2 separate regions of the Xenopus laevis genome follow, and region 1 is linked to region 2. A link is a contact called in public Hi-C data. All regions are on one chromosome and are shown on one strand. The core of a region is the stretch at or near the end of the contact, and the rest is flanking DNA. Distances in the headings are between cores, read along the strand shown. Region 1 holds the start of LOC108696985 (pulmonary surfactant-associated protein D). Region 2 overlaps rasgef1a.L (RasGEF domain family member 1A L homeolog).

Region 1 (6,348 bases), core at 1,842-4,341, 180 kb after region 2:
TACAATAAGTGACTCTGTTTGTGGCATGAGTGCAGAAAGGGCTTCTATCTCATCAGCCTGCCATACAGATATTCTTTGTGCAAATTGCGCTGAATTTTAGAATGATGTACAGATACACTATCTGCAGGTCTTTGGAGGTGATTTTTGGGTTGTCTTTAACCATTCTCACAATCCTTATGCCGCTCCTGTACTTTTCTTGGCCTGCCAGACCTGGGTTTTACAGCAACCCTGCCTGTGGCCTTCCATTTCCTGATTACATTACTTAAGGCCCCCATACACAGGCCGATAAAAGCTGCAGACAGACCGAGTCGGCAGCTTATTGGCCTGTGTTTGTGGGGCTATCCGACAGGCTTCCCCGATCAATAGTAGGCCAGATCTCGATCAGGCAGTTTAAAAAGTCCTGTCGGGTAGCGGCCGCATCGGTGCATCTATACGGTCCCGTGATCCAAACGCCTGTATCAGATCCGTTTCGAAGACCCATGATCAGATCAGCCCAATATTGCCCACTTCAATGTGGGCATATTGGGGAGAGATCCGCTCGTTTGGCACATCACCATTGAGCGGATCTCTGAGTCTATGGCCACCTTTTCAGTTGAAACTGACAGTTTAAACCTCTGAGATTTTTTGTAGCCCCTAAATCATGTTACTGAACAATCTTTGTTTTCAGATCTTTTGAGATTTGCTTTGAGGATCTCATGCTGTCACTCTTCAGAGAAGAGATAAACAGAAACACATCTTGCAATTGGATGCTTGCTATAATTGCGCAAGGCCACTTCCTGTATTTGTTCTGCACCTCCACATGGCTTATGGCAGAACTGCATTTGAACTAATCAGGCTACCATACTCCCAACATGTGACCTAAAACAGTGCCTTGTGGGAGCTAGGACTCCATTTTACAGTCCATGCTGTGAAAGAAGCACACGGTTTCATCTCTCCTCACGGTAGCATTGCTGGTAAGCAAATAGTTGCACCAAATCACCTCCACAGCTGCCAGAACCCCCAGATAGGGTTGCGACCTTTTAAAAAAATCTCTACCGGCTGGTGGAGGGGACGGGAATAAAAGGGCAGGCCCTGACTGCAAAGGGGCGGATCACGACAATTAAGGGGGTGGATCCATGGCACGTGATTGGCTGGGCAAGTCGTGACGTCAAAGGGGGCGGGGCCACCGTGCGCGTTTGGACTCAAGCCAGCAGCAAAAAGGTAAGTTTTTACTGGGCTGGGTGCAGGCCACGGGCATTTGTTTGATGTATTACAAATTTACTGGCAGCTACATTGCCGGTAAATTTGTAATAAGGGCCCCAGCCTTTGCTGGTGTTTTACCGGCTAGGCCGGTAAAATACCGGCCAGGTGGCAACATTACCCCCAGAGACATTGCTGCAGAGACATTTTATGCCTTTACATGTTTGTATATTGCTCAGTTCATTGCAAACATACTTATATTTTCTGTTTGTATTACAGTTTCACCCCTCCACTCAGTTCTTTATCTATTCCACTTGCCTATCCAGTAAAATCTACAGACTCCAAGCTCAGTCTCTTTATTGGATTGTGGGGAGGTTTAGCTGCATGTAGCAGTGTGTAGTTCACACACTGCCCCAGGGTAATACGTAGAGAGGACAGAACAATTAGACACATTTGCTTATGAAGTTTAAGGCTTAACAAGCTTATTCAACCAATTTGGTGTTGCCAGTAATCAGTATTGAGCAGTTACATGCATTCAAATTAGCAAAATTACACACTGCACAGACAGTATATAATCGATAATATACCCCTACTGTATTTTATAAAGATATTATTTGTCCCCAAGGAGTTATGTGACCATATAAAAGCACAAGGCCGCAGGTCGAGTGCTTTTATACAGGTCACATAACTCCAAGGTGACTGCTAATGTCTTTATTAATATAAGTAGGTAGTACATTATGCATTATATTCTACAATTTCTGTGTGCAGTATTTTATTTTCTATAGAGCTCTGACATTATGTACTCAGTGTCAGACTGGCCCACCTGGATACCAGGAAAGTTCCTGATGGGCCCAGGTATCAGTGGGCCTCTTGCTTCTATCCATTTGGACTATTTCATGCTCATTCCCTATTTCTTTATGGGAAAAAAAGAGGCTTAATAATGGAAGAATAGAGTATAGTATGAATAGCAAACAGTCTACAACAATAAAGAGTGAGTATAGGAGGAATTATGGTTTGAAAAGTGGGCCCGTGGTCTAAGGTTTTCTGGTGGACCCCTGATATCCCAGTCCAACACTGTATGTACTACATATCTAGCTTTATGTACTACAAAATTAAACTTTCTGTTATGCCTTTGGCACCCTGGTTGATTTTGGTTTTTGGTGTTTCCCTGTGTGAGGGATAAAACACATATTGCATATATTAGCATATATTATGTTACTCCATTTTGTAACAAACACGTATTGCATATATCCTGAATTACTCCTTTTTATAATACTGTATCCATTTTGTAACGAGTTCACTAAGAGGACATATATCCTCTTGTAATAGTTGTTTATTCCAAACTTGTGTTTTGCAAGTTAGCAAGTTTTTATCTACTTTGTTCAGTTGTCTAATTAACATCCTTGATGTGTACCATTACAGGATATAGGATGTTACTCATCATACTCCTGTGTTTTGGATCATTGTGACATAAGGATTTTCACTTTCATTAAGGGTATATAAACTGTATGAGGAAACAATTAATTGAACAAGCTTGAACTGCCATCCTGTGTGCTGTGTCTCTCTTGTTCCCAAGCTCGTATTACCTAGCTGGAGGTCTCCCTATAAGGATTACATTCATACACTCAATGGTCAGCGGTCAGGAACTCTAACACCCTGTAGTCCCTCTTTGTGGCTAAGAACCTGCATTTATAGTCCTTTGTCTTTTTCTTATTCTTATGCTGTGCCCTGGTATGGGTGGTGTAATCAGCTGAGGAGGGGGAAAGGGGAGAGAAGGAGGGAGACAGAAGACCGGGACAGGAGAGTTAAAGTGGGAGGTGGATCAAGACTATGTGAGTGGGGGGAGCCACACAGTGTAGACACTGAATGAAACGTGAGACAGTGGGTGTAAGGAAAGGCATTTAGACTGAAGCGGAGTGCTAGGAGGGAGGAAGACCGGAAAGGCATCATGAGAGGGGGAGAACCACAGAGCGAACACCAAGGGGTAGGTTAAGCGGGACCTGAGAGGAATGTAAAGAAAGGTTGATAGCTGTGAGGGAGTGAGACAGGAGGCACTTCCTGTGCTAAAGTAAGAGCTGGTACAGAAAATTAGATGGGAGGGGACAGAGTGGAGGAAAAGTTGCAGGGAGAGTAGCAGGGGCAAGTGCTGTCTCTAGCTTTAGGGTACAGATGTAGGAATACACCATTTATAAAGATATCATTTACAGTTGGGGTCCATAGGGAAATAGCCATACTGTCGATTATATATTAAAAAAGGGTAAGTACAGAGGACCTCCTGTCCATATGAATTTTGCAAACACAGCCTCATCGCACCCCCTCCTAATGGTTAAAAAATTAGTGGTGAGCACAACTTATACTTTTTTTTGTTGTACTTCAGGTGCTAAACTGAGCACAGTAGCAATGTATCTTTCACCCGTTGGGGTTTCCTAGTGTGTGCAAGTGAATGATGCATTTGTGTTCCATTCTGGAGACACACCTGGGCTGTGTTAATATCAGGATGATATGATATCAGGAGATAGCTCTACTTGTTTGCTATGGGTTACTGGAAGTGGGCTTAAGACTTTTTATTATATTACTCTGTCTGTGTGGGATATAAGTGCAAAAAATAGCGTTTGCATCTGATTTTTGCACTTTGTATTTTGCCCCACATTTATTAAGAGGCCCAATATCCATTTAAGAAGTATATCTGCTAGAGTCAAGCAAAAGATTATACATGGTTGTATCACCACCATGTGGTCATTTGTGATAATACAATTTAGAGTTGAATAATTTAAATAAAAGAGATGTCCTTCCTATAATGTAGAGCTTTCTGAATATTAGATTTCTAGATAAGGGGGAAAGCTATTAATAATTAAGGTGATATTTAAATATAAACAATAGGGCTGGTGCTAAGATATATAGATGTAAATAAAGAACAGACACAACACCTATACAAATAAATAAAGAAATTCAATACCATTAAAGCATCTATAGTACATCAGGCAAAAATATCTTATAGAGCAGATTAGATCATATGAATTGTATATCACCATCATTTCATTACTTCCAGAGTCAAATTTCCAAATTCGGCTTTACAAATATACCAGGATGGGATTTGTCATCCAGAAACCCATTATCCAAAAAGCTTTGTGTTACGGGAAGGCCGTCTCCTATAGACTCAATTTTAATCAAATAATTAAATTTTTTCTTTGTAAAAATAAAACAGTCCCTTGTACTTGACCCAACTAAGATATAATTCTGGAGGCAGAACAATTCTATTGGGTTTAATAAATGTTTCTATTACTTTTTAATAGACTTTAAGAGATTCAAATTATGGAAAGATCCTTTATCGAGAAAACCCCAGGTCTCAAGCATTCTGGATAACAGGTCCCAGGTTAAATTAAATCAAGTTTTTTTCACGCTTGTGATTTCTTTTTACCTCTGCTAAGATTTTTTGAACTTTGCTGCTTGCTCAGCCAGTTTTGCCACAGAAACTCAAATTTAAAAAATTTGACAAAGTCGCAATCAACTACTGTATGTTTTTTGCACTTGGCTCCTGCCCCCATGTAATAGAATTGCTGGTGGTTCATTATAGAGCATGTATACCTGCATTCACAGCTGCCCCATCTCATTTCCACCTGCCCCCTTATGTACGTGTCATTCAGATGTGCAATCTGACCTGTTCTATGGTAGTTAGTAAGGAACAGGCTGGCTTGCATCTACCAATGTCTAGGGTGATTGTTTGCTAAGATGATACGTCAGCATGGATACAGCCCCATTGTGATGGCACATATAAAGTTCACAAATGGAAAATGTACAGGATATGTTCCTACCGATGCCATCCTAGATGCCATGTGTTTGTATCTAAGAGAGAGTCAGAGATTCAGTTGTTTGTGTGATTAATATTAGTATTTTTAAAAAAAAATATTTATAAAGTGCCAACATCTTCTGCAGAGCTGTACAATGGAATCCTTTATTATTCTTATATATGATCAAGAGAAAGTAATAAGGTTAAGAAAAGAACTAGGATTTAACTTGATTACATATATCAAGGAAATTAAGTATCAAAATTAGAAGGGAAAGGTAAACAGTATCAAATGAAGATGAGAAATATAGGTGAATAAAGATAGATTTCCTGGTCATCCCCAGGCAGCATATTTAAAACATATTTAGGTTGCACTCACCGTTCCCATGTTGGATCCGATTACCGGGTGCAGTTCTGGCAGATTCTCTCCACCTGAAGCCCTAGCTGTTAGCAGCCTTGGCTGTGTGTGCAGATACCCTTTGCGACAGTGGGTTTATTAGCCTGTTGCTAGTCTAAGCGCAGTAACGTCATGGGGCTCGTGGCGGCAGATTTAAATTTTGCTTCTGAGCTGGTGTTCTTGGGCCTTAGTAGTGCTGCATGGTAATGGAGCCGGCTGCCCCCAAAAGTGTCACGTCCAGAGCTTCTGGGTGAGTGTAACCTACAGTATTCTACCTCCCTTCTTACTTCGAAAAGATGTGCTATATTTTTATACTCACAGTGAAGAGACGGGTAATGAAAGATTAGTGGAGCTCATCCTTGCTGTAGCGTGTAGGCCGCAGCTCCCGCGACAGTCCGGCAACTCCAAGCCGGAATCTGCAGACAGTCTCTGTATATCGCCGATCAGCGCTGGCCCAATCTCCACAACAGGAATCGCTACACATTATCTTTGAAAAGCGGCTTTTATTTTGGCTCAATAAGTGATAACAGGCAGTGGGTAAGTGGTACAAACTAACGTGTTTTGTGTCCTTCCTATTGGCACTTCATCAGTTCCCAAAATAAAAGCCGCTTTTCAAAGATATTGTGTAGTGATTCCTGTTGTGGAGATTGGGCCAGCGCTGATCGGTGATATACAGAGACTATATTTTTATACTGTTGTCTAAAAGGGATAAACGGCATGGGAGAGAAGATAAGAGTGGCACTAAAGTTTGTAAAGCCTGTAATAATCCTGCTATCAAGAATAAAAGATTGTGTCAGGAATGCCTGGAAGATTATATGTCTAGAGATTTGAATAAGAATCCAGCTACTATTCCTGTTGTTCAGTCTGATAATACTTCTGATAGACCTTCCACATCATCTTTCTGGCAAGTGGATCAGTGGGTGAGAGAGGCTGTTTCAGAGAGTATTAAAGATCCCTGTGATGGTAGAGATCCAAATTCTTCAACTTA
Region 2 (5,793 bases), core at 2,669-5,168:
GCTTTGCCTTAACCAATCACAGACATTTGGTCTGGTTGATCTCTATGGATTAGGTCATACTGGGAATGAATATTGTAGGCGAGTATAAGAAATGGCAGTTGTCTGTAGGGTTGCTTCAGCGATTGTCTGTTGCAGGAAAATTGCAGCTTGCCTTTCATGTTGGAAGCCACAAAGCTCATGTCCTGTTTTAAAGTTGCAATGGATGTACAGACTTATAACAACAATCACTTTGTTGTTTTTATTTACAGTAAAAAATGTAAATAAACAGAATTCCACTAAAGTCACAATTAGCTTATTCAGCAGCATCACAACTGCAGTGTAGTGCTTCAAGAATGGAACAGATTTCAGGTACAAATGAGCAAAGGGAGCCAAAGGGAACTGAAGAAGGTGGTATTGCGACTCCGATTGCTTGTAGCAGCAACTTAAACTGCCTGTGGGTTGATTCCTTTTGACATTAGTGGGAGAAGACAATATTTTAATCCCACATAATATGTAGTTGGGGGGGTGTTCAGACAGAATTTTTGGTGGAAATGATGCTGCCTTTTGTCCTGTACTCCTAAGGTATTCTTTGGCAATTTCCCCATTTGACTTCAGCAGGAATGGGGAACCAGCATTCTTACATATTAGCTAAAACTGCATCGGATGCACTTGAACCACTGGTAGATTCTGATTAGTTGCTATGGTACACTGCACTGGATACCATTCTGGTATGTTCTTAACATTTATTACTGTGCATCTAGATACAGCTGAAGCCATTCTCCCCTATTCTGATGGTAACAACCAGTCTGTGGAGATTCCTTCAGTCAATTTGTGGCTGCATCTATGCAATTATAACTGTCTTTCCATATGCACGGTAAGCCTAAATTAATGTAGATGAAGAAACAAATGCTGTGTTTTTTGCCCGCAAATCCTCAAGAGAGGCTTACTCTCTAATTTCTGGTTTTGAGGCAAGGAAGATTGTGTGAGTGGTATTTCTCAGAACGGACATATTTTTCTGGATCCTTTTTCTTTCTTATTGTTTGAAGCAGATAAACATTTTTCATTGAAATATAGGCTAGGGGCTCAAGGGCTGTAAGACTGTATTTCACCTTAAGGCTTTAAGAGAAGTGGCACTTGCAACGCCCTGCATACAATTTTTTGTGCCTTTATTACCTTACAGTTCAGTGCTATGAAAATGGTATTCACAAGCAATCCTTTACAGTGATTATTTTTAAGTCTGTTGATATACTGCATTGGCCATTAGGTTCTATGGAATAAACAATGGAATAAATAATGAAACTATTCCTAGACACCAGTTAGCAGCAGATATCAGTGATAAACCAAGTATACGGATAGCACATGTAGAATAAATGTAGTCCAATATACAGAGACCTAACACTTTGTGAGAGATTTGATTGCTCATACTTTTTAAGACACAGTATAAATTAATGACACCTGCAAGGGGTTTATCAGATAAACCAAGCAAAATGTCTGAAGGTTTTTCTTCATTATAATAACTTAATAAGGAAAACTGTTACCAGATTTATATAAAAGATCTAGTATTCTGTTAAAAATATCTTAAAAACATATTGACTAGTGCTTCGGCGCTGTAACTATCTGGTTCAGATACAGTTAACTATGTTACTATGGCAGCCAGTGAGATACAAATGTTGGATGAAACATGGATGAAAACCCATATGTATTTTCCTTATAAACACTCGTATACTTAGTCAACACAGGGCCCGGCCCTTTAATTCGAAGAGTTATATCTTTTGCAGTATAGGGGCTGATGCAAAGCATTGCTTTCTGGAGAGAAATCCTTTGCATTGTGTAGTGGCCATACTTGCAGCAAAGGGTAATATTTTTTTTCTTTTTTTTTAGTAAAACACAAAAATAAGAAACAAAATTCCCTTTTACATTATAAGTACTTAAAGCATGAAATATATATTTATATACCATTCATTTTTAGGATTCATAAAATATTATGTACAAAAAACGGCAAGCCCCAACCAGTGAGGACTAACTTCCTGACAAGAACATTCTGCACAAAAAAAAGAAATCTAAAAATTCTTTTATTCCTGTATGTGCTTCAGGCTTTGATTGATCGGTTTTCAGGCTCTGTTCAAAAGCGTTGACCTGTAAAAAAAACAGAAAACTTATTTTAACTCAAAACCATGGTGCAATACAAATCTAAAATAGGCTGAAAAGCAATTTATTGCAGCACAACTCTCTTTCTACATCACTAGTAACTGGCAATGTATCAATCTTTCCTCTTCATGCACAGAACCATTTTTTAACCAGATCTAGCATCCATATACATTATTAAATCATAATTTTTCTTTCCTGCTGTCCCTACCGTTTGTCAGGTGTTAGGTTTCATAAGTGCTTCTGTATTTAAGCCTCTTCCTGTGAATTGTAATATAAATATTGCAAACCAACCTGAGAGTCTTCCAGCTGTCTTTTTCCATGTGGTTATCTGGACCTTCGTTCTCAAAGGAAGCCAGGAAAAGGGCTAAAAATAAGAAATTACAGCTTGTAATCATAGTAGTAGTGTAAATGGCAGTTAAAGCACATATCTTGTGAGTACAGAAATATGGCAACCTCTTTTTAAAAAATGGCACTCTAAAATTACTGCTGACAACACAAAACTGATGCAGCGTGTCTGCTGAGACAGCCAATGATTTGCATGTTGTTCTATTGTCCCATTTGCATTTGGAGCTGTGCTGACAACTGGACAGAAGCAGTTGCTTCACTTCAACCAGGCTTTCTAAGTGCCTCCAACTCCCTAAACTGATCTAACAAGCATCCGCTACATACACTTACTTCAACTAAACGGATAATGTTATTAAATCAAAAATATATATATTAACAAAACAATCTTGCACATTTAAAGGGGTTGTAAATCTACACATAAATATTAACCGGCTGGCAACTTGGAAAGGTATTATGACTGTATTCATTTAAAAGTTGGTTTGAATTATATTTTCTTCAATTAGATAAAAATCATTATTCGGTTTAAGTAATTCCTGAAAATAGCTATGTATAGTAAATTAATAAAGGTAATTGCACTGATGATGAGTAGTAAGTTGCAATTTCAGCAATGAAAACATGCTATTATCAAAAGAAGGAGACCAGTGCTCATGTTACCTTCTTCAGTGTAAATAGGCGTGGTTAGTAGGTAGGTTTGAATCTTTTTGTCTTTCTCATATGGACACTCCACCTGCTTCCAAGTTAGGAAATCATGGATCTGTCTTGAAATCTCCAAGAATTTCTAAACACATACAAAAGTGATAGTTGTGTTACACATACCGTGTAAGAACATACAACGAAAATAACTGAAATAAGAATAATTCTTTCCTTGCAGTGTAAAGAAGACAGTTGTCCATCTAATTTTGTTCTTTACACTGCAAGGCCCCTAAAATCATTGGGAAGTGAGTTTACCCACTTTAAAGCCATATTTTGCACAGTATTGACTTTAGCTCGCTTGTAGCTGCACCTTTGTAAAGTGGACCCAGGTGCCTGGATCTACATTAATTAGAAGTGTGCTTGATTTTTCATATGATCTGGTAGCCTAAATATGTACTGAAGCTAGTTGTGTGATATAGAACTCAACACAAGTTGTGACTTTATCTATTGTATCTCTGGATCTCAATTACAGAATCAAGAGGAAAGCAGAATAGGGGCTTTTACCTTGAAATTGATGTGTCCATTAGGTAAGCGGTTAGAATGGATTTTGTGAAGGAAAAAGATGTCTTTGATGAAAAGGTTGAAAACTGGGATTACAATTTTCTCCCGACTGCTGTTGGCACTTTGGGACCTCTGGGTTGCTCCCTGCAGGGCTGTACGGTAATTACAGAAGTTGCTTGAGGGATCCATGTGATGCTGTGAAGAAAAGAAAGCAGTTGGATCGTGATTAACTGCACTTAAATATGTGGTAGCTAGAGGGTGCTGATGTCACACCTCACCATCTGTTAAACAGCATCTTCAGCTGCAGGCCTAATATGTGTGCACTACTATTAAACTTGTTCTATTTGTCTAGTAAGAGCAGAAATATTTATATTTTACATATAGCAGCACTGCCCAGTTCCCGGTCCTCCAGCTCCTAGCATTCCATAACATATGCTGAGAGTTGTAGTCAGAAGTATTTAAAGGACTGCAGATTCTTACCGAGTCATGATCTTGATATATCTTAGGAAACTGAGGCAATTGTCCATATACTGTACTTCAAGTTACTAAAGTGTGTGGCTTATAGTAATAGTTTGACTGTCACTAATATTGATGTATTTAAAAACAATGGAGACTGCTTATTGCTAACAACAGAACATTATTTATCATACAAATCTCATTAAAACCTTTGGGTTCTCTGCAAGTTTTTGCATTGTAAAAATGTCTATAGGTCATTCATAGAGTATTCTTTCTACATATATATATGTATGCAGAAATCAATTCCTGTACCTCAAGAACGTCAAATTTGGCTGTTTTCACTTTGGACCACGTCTTCTTAAGCCTGGCTACAGGACTGAGATTCATTCCAGCTAAAAAGAGAGAAAAGAAAAACACCCATAAATGTACATAAGTGTCACCTTAAAACATTCCCCATCAGCTAGCTAACACACTTTATCAAAGGTAAAAAAAGGTCAGGAACAATGAATTTGACAATGTTTGCATTTTTTTATACCTTATTTCTGCAGCATGCTAACATATTTTACTACATTCCTAAACAATAACCAAAGTCTCGACAATTCGAATCATACAAATTTTTCATGTATAACACCCGAATCATACTGAATGATTTTTTTTCCCCAAAACCCAGACTTTTTCAGATTATCGCACTAAAACCAGCGCAAATCACGTCATCTTCATTTGTCAAACGGACATCTGCCCTTGACTTCTACATGGCCTCGACAGGTTTGAGATGGAGTTTTTTCGGATTTGGATTTTTTGCAGCTTTGGGGTGTAATAAATCTCAAACTTTGAGTTTTCCTTTTTAAAAACTCGACCAGAAAAAAACCGAGGTTTAATAAATAGGCCCCCTGATGTAATACCAATAATGGTCCATATTTAATTTAATGAGAACACAATATCTGCAGATTTGTCATATCAAAACTGAAATTAGAATTAAGTTTGGAATTTTCCTATCATAGTGGATATATCCAACAGATACAGTATGTCTCTGCAGTACAAAATCCCCAGTAAGGCCAATATCTGTCTTCGTAAAGGTTATTGCAGAATGCAGCACAAAGCATATTGTTTTATTACAGGTATATTTTCTCTCTTTCACCATACAAAGCCAATCCAAAGTGAGAGATTGTTAATGAAGATTGATAATCACTGGAGGGTATCAATTTGTTAAACACCCCTGTCAATTTTTATAATTGCTTTCCACAGACTGGGCTGTTTTTTTCGCCAAAAAATGCACTAGCCCTGGGTATTACTCTAGCGAGCGACACAGCCTAGGGCCAAGGCAGAGATCCTGGAGACAGGAAACAAGATGGCAGTGCATCACTGGATAAATTTCATTTCATGCTCTGTTTATCCTGATATATATATATATATATATATATATATATATATATATATATATAGTTGCCACCTGTTCCGTTTTGGCCTGAACAGCCTTGTGAAAACATAACACTAATCTGGCCAATAAATTATCAAGTGAGATTAATTTCATATTACAGAAATAACAAAATTTAATTGACATCAAGGGGCAAATTTACTAAAGGGCGAAGTGACTAACGTTAGCGAAAATTCCCCAGCTTGACGTCATTTTGTTACTTCGCTGATTTACTAATGGGCACTCACTTAACTTCG

What was found. A called contact is a pair of places that touch in the nucleus more often than the background predicts.
Region 1: a contact with region 2 is called in a Hi-C map of the XL177 cell line, with 2.2 times the contacts expected there. The contact joins the promoter of LOC108696985 here to the enhancer-like site in region 2. A contact is called at or near these places in 2 of 4 Hi-C or Micro-C datasets (the XL177 cell line and the XTC cell line).

Annotation. Positions count from the first base shown.
Region 1 is chr7L:49,102,999-49,109,346 of Xenopus_laevis_v10.1, forward strand. It overlaps LOC108696985 (pulmonary surfactant-associated protein D), which reads left to right and starts at 3,092. Exons shown (of 5, transcript XM_041568939.1): 1 at 3,092-3,163. The coding sequence starts at 3,128.
Region 2 is chr7L:48,917,418-48,923,210 of Xenopus_laevis_v10.1, forward strand. It overlaps rasgef1a.L (RasGEF domain family member 1A L homeolog), which reads right to left. Exons shown (of 12, transcript NM_001092782.1): 8 at 4,435-4,514; 9 at 3,670-3,861; 10 at 3,127-3,250; 11 at 2,419-2,491; 12 at 1,850-2,115. The coding sequence ends at 2,091. Among protein-coding and RNA genes, the nearest start is that of rasgef1a.L, 31 kb to the right of the region's middle. Within about 2 kb of position 3,919, at least 1 of the 7 cell types and tissues checked has an H3K27ac peak or open chromatin away from gene starts, as enhancers often do.